2 separate regions of the Gossypium hirsutum genome follow, and region 1 is linked to region 2. Evidence: chromatin contacts called from public Hi-C data. All regions are on one chromosome and are shown on one strand. The core of a region is the stretch at or near the end of the contact, and the rest is flanking DNA. Distances in the headings are between cores, read along the strand shown. Region 1 has its middle 7.0 kb from the start of LOC107889947. Region 2 holds the start of LOC107888754.

Region 1 (4,122 bases), core at 770-3,269, 310 kb after region 2:
GTTAGAGTTTTCGACATACATATTTGTTCTAGCCTCTTCCATAATGCAGCGACAGTCTTCTCTTTCATCACATCCTACAAAATTTCGTTGGACAAATGCAGATGTAATTGTGTTAACGCCTTTCGATCGTTACGCTTCTTCTCTTCATCTGTTAATGCCGAAGGCATCTTATCTATCCCTAGAAGGGCATCCTCCAGATCCATCTGCACAAGAACTGCTTGCATCTTAATTTGCCGCAATGTAAATCTGGTGTTACGATCCAACATCAAAATTTCATACTTCAAAGACGCTATTGTGATTGAGATGAACATTTCGAAAGCTCTGATACCAATTTGTGAAAAATAAAATAAAATAAAAAATAAAATAAAGAACACACAAATTTTACGTGGAAACCCTTTCGGGAAAAAACCACGGGCAGAGGAGAAGAAAATTCACTATGTTAAAAATTTGAATCAATACAAGAGGAATAGACTTTATCTATTTATAGGCTTGTAAAGCCGTATTCTAGTAGAATTGAAACACCTTATCGTAATCAATATAAAATATATAGAGTTTAATAAAATTTAAAAAATATTATTCTAAAATAAAATAAAAGAAGTCAGTTCTGAATTTTACTTTTATTTTATTTTATATCGTATTTTATTTAAATAAGAATTTAAAAAATAACCTTTTGAATAATTATTAAAATCATTAAATTAAAAAAAAAACAATGACAAATTCTCTCCGTGATCTTGCTGATGGTGCTTCAGTTTCTGTCGGTGATCGAAACACTAAGAAGGTACGGTTCAAGGATCAGAATTCAGATTTGGACTCAGAAATGGTGGATGGTGTTAACCTAACACCGACTCTCTTGGAAAGAGATGCTTCTAGGAAAGGGAACTCATGACCAACAAGGAGAGAAATGAGGGGCTTTTTTCAGGAACGGATGATGACTTTGTTCTTTTAGACGGTGATATCAAAAGATCATCAGTTAATGGTATTCCATCGATCGAGTTCTCGGACAGGGTTAACGAAATCTTAGTCAAGAACATGGCTACCTCGGTGGTGCTTAAACTACCGGGGAGAAATATTGGATTCGCGGCGCTTCAAAATCGGATCTATGGTATCTAGAAACTGTCCATGCGCTTCAAAATGGGTATTTTCTGGTGAAATTTCAAAATCTAGTAGACTATGAAAAGGTATTATCTCAAGGGCCATGGACTATTATTGGGCAATATTTAATGGTACAACTATGGACAACGGATTTCGATCCCATTAAACCCTATTCGAGTGTGGTTATGACCTGGCTCAGACTCCCGGGACTTACAGGCCATATGTATATGAAGAAAATCCTGTGGAAAATAGGTGGTATGGTTAGAAAAGTTGCAAAATTGGACTTTAACACGGATGGTAAAGCAAGGGGCAGATATGCTAGCATGGCGATCTATATTAACCTGGAAAAACTCTTGATTTCAATGGTTTTGATTAACGGAAAAGTTCAGCGGATTCAGTACGAATCTTTACCGGTTGTTTTTTTCTCTTGCTGTCGTTATGGACATTTCAAAGAGAACCGTGGGCAAGTGAAAGAGATTCTGGAATATTCGGCCAGGAAAAACACGACGCCAGAAAATGGAATTCCAGAAACTGAACCGGCGGTGGAAACTGACCCTTTTGGACCTTGGATGCTGGTGGTGCGCAAAATGAAGAAACCATCTAAGGACCCACAAAATTTTGGAAAGAACAACACTATAAAGAAAGTTTTGGGATCTCGCTTTCAAGCTTTGAATAATTTAGAGAAAGAAAATGGAATGAACGTTGCGGGAAAAGAGGGATTTACAGATTCTTTGCGAAAAGATAAAAACCCTATAATTAAATTATTGCAAGGATTAGAAAAAGAAAATCTAGAAGTAAATTCCAATAAAGGTGGTCCAAAGCTTTTCAAATAAAGTTGACCAGGCCCAAGTTAATAAAATTGTTTCAGCGTCCAAGGGCGCTAGTGATGGAGGGCTGCTATTAAGCCAGTTGGGCTGTCAGGACTATGAAGGGCTCACTTAAGTTTAATGAACCTGGAAGCAGTCCAAATAAAGGGCCTTTGGGGAAGCAGGCCACTCCAGCTGCAAAATCAGGGCCTGAAAGTGATGGGCAGCTTCCTTATGTATCAACCCAAGATGATCACAACCAAGTTCAATCCAACTCTTGTTTTAATTTTGTTCGTTTCGAAAAAATTTCTGCTTTATTTGCTGTAGGTGCAAATGCGTCGGGACTGGAGCCATCCGTGCAGGCTAATGAATTTGATGGAGTTAAAGCACACTTCAATCCAACCTTCGAAGGTCCTGTGGGTGTTGGGGTCCAATTGTCCGATGGCGTTTTAGATCCTGATAAGCACACTGTTGTAGTTTTTAAGGAAAATTCGCACCCAAATTTCCATGAACTTGCTGAAGTACATTAACTTTGATGCCTTAGGAGCGGGTAGTTTAGGAAATAAAAATAGAAAAAATAGTGGCAAGTTTGGTATTGGTCAAGGAGGTTGGAAATTAAATAAATCATTAAGGGGAAATCTACTGGGAATTCTCGTATTCCTCTAGTTGAATCTATGGAGGCAGTGGTGATTTTTATTTTGTCCCAAATGGTGAATGAAACAGGAAATGGAGCGCAAGATAAAGTAGCTTCCAATTTAGTTGGTGTTGCTGATTCTCAGTAATGGTATGTCACTAATTTTCATTTTATTTTTCATGAATTTCTCAATTTTTTCTTGGAATTGTCAGGGTTGTGCTAGTTCCAGATTATAATATGGAATATAAATCGGATATTATTAGTTTGCTTGAACCCAAAGTAAGTGGGACCAAAGTAGATAAAATTATAGCACAGTTGGGGCTCGATACTTACATCCGTGGGGGCAATAGGATACTCTAGGGGTATTTGGATTGGTTGGAAAAATTCAGTTCGGGTTGAGGTGGTTCACAATCACCTTCAATTTAATCTCGCCTGGGTTTGGTCAATTTCTTCTTCAGTATCGATTTTTATTTCTTTTGTGTATGGAAGCTTAAATCGTCAAAAGCGTAAGGACGTATGAGAGGATCTTAGCTTATCAATTCCCGTGGGGCAAATTTCATGAATGGCTATTGGTGATTTCAATGTAATCTTGACACCTAATGAAAAAATTGGTAGTTTTTTAGCAGGTAGGAGATGCTCCCCTTTACAGGGCACAGAGGTAGGCTTTTTGAGAGATTGGATTACACACTAAAGAATGAAGCATGGATAAAAATTTTTCGAAATAGCTTGATTACCCATCTTCCCAAAACTAAGTCAGACCATAGAGCATTTTTTCTCAGCCTTAATCTGGAGATTTCTTTACCTAGAGGAAGGCCTTTTCGGTTTTTGGTAGGATTGGTCAAGCACCGTGAGTTTGGGGATTTTGTGAATGACAATTGACGTTTTAGTGAGACCGTGTCAGAAGTAATAGAAAAATTTACTGAGTGTTTAAAGGAGTGGAATAAATTAGTTTATAGTCACATCACGACTTGTAAGAGGAAGCTGCTTCACCAATTAACTGATATTCAGTGATGTATAGAATTTTCTAGCTCAAATTGGTTAGCTCAATTAGAAATGGAGGCCAGGCAGGAATTGGAGAATGTGTTGCATCATGAAGAAATCCTTTGGAAACAAAATACAAGATGTGACAGGTTAAACTTGGGAGATCGCAATACTAAGTTTTTTTCATACTCATACCTTACAATGGAGGAAAAATAATCACATAACCACAATTCTTTTGGTGGATGGATTTTCAACCTGAAGGCCATTAAGTCGGAGGCAATGAATTTCTATAAAAAAAAACTATATGGGGAGAATCCTCGGCCCATTAGAAAATTTGCCTCCAAGTAGATTCCTCAACCTGATCCTTGAGATATCGATTTTTCGGGGAAATTGGTCATGGACAATGAAATTAAAACTGTACTATTTGACATAGCACTGCTTAAAGCTCCAGGTAGCAATGACTTCTATTCTTTTTTATTCCAGAAGTATTGGGGTACCGTTGGGACAACTGTTTGTGAATAGGTTAAAAAAGTTTTCAATGAAGGTGTTATTGATGTTGAGCTGTACAACACACTAATTATTCTTATTCCCAAGGTCCAAAATCCAAAA
Region 2 (4,692 bases), core at 407-2,906:
GCAATTAGTAGTGGTACTGCTACAATGGCATGACATGGTGCCCACTGTCCAAGCAAAAAAAGGAAAATAATTATGGTCATAAAACTGATTATGAATTTGAAACATTCACAACCAGAAGAAACCAGATAGAATTTATGTTTTCGATAGTCAATGCGTAATTCAAGTAAAATGTCATAGTAACAGACAGACATACTTGGCGATTATGGGGAACTGAAGGGGCAGGTAAGGAAAACCGTCCACGTGCAACAACTCCATGAAACATCCAAAGCGGGAAAAATATTGTCCTGCAATTGAATGTCTCTAAATAAAGCTACTAAACCCCAAAATCAATGAAAGGATTCGATGCTAATCGACAAAATTTCATAATCACAGGCTCAGAGGCATGTCATATTTATTTGCATTTAAATTGAAAACTACAGCATACAGATCCGCATATTCAAGAAACCTGTGTTCCCCTCTCCTCAGAACAACCACACTAGAAGAAAATGCATCAATTTTATTCATAAAATATTTAGCTCTTTGCTCTTTAAGAACATTGGTCACTGTGAATAGATCCAAAAGATCAAAAGACGAAAGAAAAGAAAGAAAAATAGAGATAACTTTAAGCATTCTGCTGAAAACCCAGATTTATAGCAGATCATGGCAACCCTCCACATTTCAGGTTTCATTTGAGGAGATAGCCATCATGTACAATTACCTTAACATGAGTACCCTAAAACGGTTTTAAGCAACTTTTCTGATATTTGTCTTCCAAGTTTTTTATTGCTTTGATTTCAACATGAACCCTTGATTCCTTTTAACATCTTTGGATTACATTAAAGATTTGGCATACAATTTATCTCGAATAACATAACAATATTGATTGCTTCACGTTTTATCTTATTGCAAAATCATTACTTTATCAAAACTATATCACAAACCCGCCAATTTGAAGACACCAAAAAGAGAATCATGTTTGACGACAAGCCTTCCCTATTTTCTACGAAACTGCTACAAAAAACAAACTAAACAAGCAAAAACATTTTTCCCTCCTGAAAATATAAAATTAAAAACAGACAAAAAAGATTAAGGCTTTCTTCAGCAACAGCAAGCGTTGGTAATTAATCATTTAAACTTGTATTAATCCCCGCATAACCAAAATTTTAAAAACAACAGTAATAAAACAGTGTTTGTAACTTACAAGGAGGACCTTTGTTTATAAACAACAGCAAGCAAAATCAAATTGAAAGGAAATAGAGAGAACTGACCACCAAGAGTAAGAAACAAGATGATCTAGCTTAAGAAGAAGCAGAAGCGTGAAACAAAAAAGCAAGCTATGGGCTGCCAAAGCCTGAGCTGACTTCAAAACTCTTCTCCAACTCATAATCATCTTCTTCTTCTTTTTCTTATTCTTCTTCTTCTTCTTCTACAAAAAGCAATTACTTTTTTTAGAAGAAGAGCCCTAGTTTTTACTTTTGGGGGGGGGACTTCTGTAGTGGAAAACGTAAAAAGGAAATAAATTCTTTTGGAGATTTTAGTGAGCGCCAATAATCCCATTCTTATGTACATTCATTTCTTTATTCAATTCACCCCGATGATTAATGAGTACAAAACAAAACGCATTTACTCTCTAAATTATCTCTCCCTCTATCTCTCTCTCTCTCTCTCTCTCATTTATTTTTGAAAGAAAAAAAAAAAACCTTCGCTTTCACGCCAATGCCTTACTTTTTCATTTTCTATTTTTTTAGTCTTTTATTACTTCACTAAGCTCTCCAGCTGGATTTTGCTCCATTTTTTAAAAAATATTCAATATTTTAGTGCCAACCACTAGTATTGCTTTTTTTTCATCTTGTATTACTATTTTGCCCCTCTACAATACTATAATCCTTTGCAGATTCTTTCTTATTGATTTGCCTATTTTGCCCCTCTATAATGCGCCTTTTTTTTTTAATTATTTACAACTTCAACACAACTTCTTTCATCATCTCGATAATTAATAATACAGTTAATGTCCTTAAACTATGATGATTATTTTGAATTTGTTTCTAAATTTTAAAACATTCTAATTATATATTTAAATCATCGATATTATATCAAGTAAGTCTTTCTATTATTGAAATTTTATGTAAAATAATTTAAAAATGAAAATTTTAATAAAAATGAATATTAACATATGTAATAATTAAATTAACGTTTTTAGTAATAAAAAAATATTATTGATATAATAATGATAATTCAAAGATGTAATTAAAATATTTTAAAATTTAAAGATTAATTTAAAATGAGGATCATAGTTTAGGAATATTTGATGTAATTAACTCTTAATAATAATGTAATATTATTTATTTTATAATCCTTTGTAAATTATTCATTAGTGACTTGTCTATTTTGCCGTTTTATGACGCAACTTTAGCATAGTCCGTCTGTAGATTCTATATACGTGCCTTGTTATTAACAAAGTTAGTTGTTAAATAATGAGGAAGACCAACTTTAATAATTATTGTTATACCGAATCATATTAGGATTCATTTGAATGTTCTTATCTCATACAAGGTTTTCAATAATTTTACTACTAGATTAAAGGCTAGTTTAGCAATGCTTTTGAAAAGTACTTTTAAAAAGTGCTGTGAAAAAGTACTTTTAAGAAGTGTTTTTGAAAAGTTTGGTTTAAAATTTGAGTGTTTAGCATTGCTGTTAAAAAGTGCTTTTGAGAAATAAAATGTCCATTTAGACATGTTATTATAAAGTAACAAATATGTATTTAAATAATATTTAAATTAGTTAATATTATTATATTTTAGTAAGAATATAAAAAAATTATTATAACTTCTTGTTAATATTTTAATATATAAAATATAAATTTTAAATATTTTTAAGCAATAAATATTAATTATTTATAAAATTTAATTAGAATATATAAACAATATTTTAAATATTTAAATATAACTATTAAATATTTGTAATTAGTATTTTAAAAATTATTTTTTTATTTTTAATTAATGATTTTAACACATTTGTAATTAAGTACCAAGAAAAAAAAGAAAAAGTACTATGGTATTGGAGGGGTGAAAAAGTAATTAAGCATTAAAAGTATTTTTGGGAGAGGAAAAGCTAAAAATTTTAACTTCTCCTTTTCAGAAGTGCTTTTCAAAAGCACTTCTGAAAAGCTAAAAATTTCAGCCAAAAGCAGCTTGTTCTACACAGCTTTTCTTCCAGAAGTACTTTTGGAGCCAGAAGTGCTTTTAAAAAGCAATGCAGAACTGACCCTAAGGCACATTTGTTTCATGGAAAAAATAGCTTTTGCAATTTTTTTATATTTATTTCGTGAAAATGATTTATTGATCAATAGTTTTTTTATGGATAACTTGATTTTTATATAAATATTAACTTGAATAAAATTAAATATTATATTAATATAAAATTTTAATTTTAATTTTTAAAATATTAATATCAATTAATATAATTTTTAATATTATTAAACATATATATTTATATTTAATTATGCAATAAATTATTAATATTATTTGTTATTCTATTAAACTTATTTAATAATAGATATTATTTGTTATTTTATTAAACTTATTTAATAATAAGTTTTAACATTGATAATAATTTTACATTTTAAGTAATATTCTTATTATTTTATTGAAAATTTTATACTAATATTTTAATACTATATATTACAATTTCAATATATTTAGCGATAAATATTTTACCGTATAACTTTGAATATTCTTTTAAAAAAAATAAATTATGAATATTTTAAAAATCTAAAAATGAGAATTTGTTTAAATCCTACTTTATTTTATTTCTCTATTAGTTCCAACATGTCAATATCTACTCTTATATATAATATATATAACTTCAAATTAAGTTTTAATTAGATATTGGTTATTATTAAGTCTATAAGATATACTATTTATTATTAAATAAATTTGGATTATCAAGGAAAAATGTTTTTATAATATTTTGAAACAAATCTAATTTATGTAATGCTTGTTTCACTATAAACAAGTTTCGGAAATTAATTTCAAAAAAATTTACTAAACAATGAAAAATATTCTAAGAAAAAAATCTAAATACTAGAAAAAATACCAGTTGTTGAGACAAGTTTTTGAAGTGGCTATCTATGTGCTTATGGAAGTGGCCATTTCGGCTATCACTACATCAAGCACATAACTTACCTTATTTGTTGGCATATTCGACCAAAATATTTTGTTTAATTTGCTTGCATCTTTTTGAGGATTTTGTGTAGCTAATCTCGTATTTATCATTGGAAAAGAGATTGAATCAAGAAGTGTTACTTTTCAAGGATCCTTATGTGATTTACTTACCTTATATATTGAGATATGCAATCCAAGAAGATGTGGTCTAAATTTATGATCTTTTGTATCTTATATTAAGGATAATTGATTTGATGAAATTTGGACAAATCAAGTTGGATTAAAGGTTATTTTGTGAAGATAGCTTCGTGCTCTAAATAAGGAAGGCCTGTTCAACCTTAATAGATGTTTTATTGTTGGGCCAAGTTATTTTAAGTGCCTATCTAAGTGCCAACAGAAGTGGCCACTTCGGCTAGCACTTCAACGGCAACATAATTTGCCTTATTGAGTTGGAAATCTTTTTTAACCTAATCAATGGTGAAATGACTTAACTAAATATGTGGACTTGCGTTGGCCCGTATTTGAATATCCATCTTGTGGAGCAACAAAT

Evidence for each region. Hi-C and Micro-C count contacts between places; a contact is called where the count stands out from the background.
Region 1: a contact with region 2 is called in a Hi-C map of leaf, with 2.3 times the contacts expected there. The contact joins the enhancer-like site here to the promoter of LOC107888754 in region 2. A contact is called at or near these places in 6 of 34 Hi-C or Micro-C datasets (callus and leaf).

What each region holds. Positions count from the first base shown.
Region 1 is chrA09:42,149,987-42,154,108 of Gossypium_hirsutum_v2.1, forward strand. No RefSeq gene overlaps it. Among protein-coding and RNA genes, the nearest start is that of LOC107889947, 7.0 kb to the left of the region's middle. Within about 2 kb of position 2,020, at least 7 of the 9 cell types and tissues checked have an H3K27ac peak or open chromatin away from gene starts, as enhancers often do. A contact at or near this core is called in leaf, where this site is marked.
Region 2 is chrA09:41,837,480-41,842,171 of Gossypium_hirsutum_v2.1, forward strand. LOC107888754 reads right to left here and starts at 1,657. Exons shown (of 14, transcript XM_016812945.2): 1 at 1,248-1,657; 2 at 194-284; 3 at 1-44. The coding sequence starts at 1,369.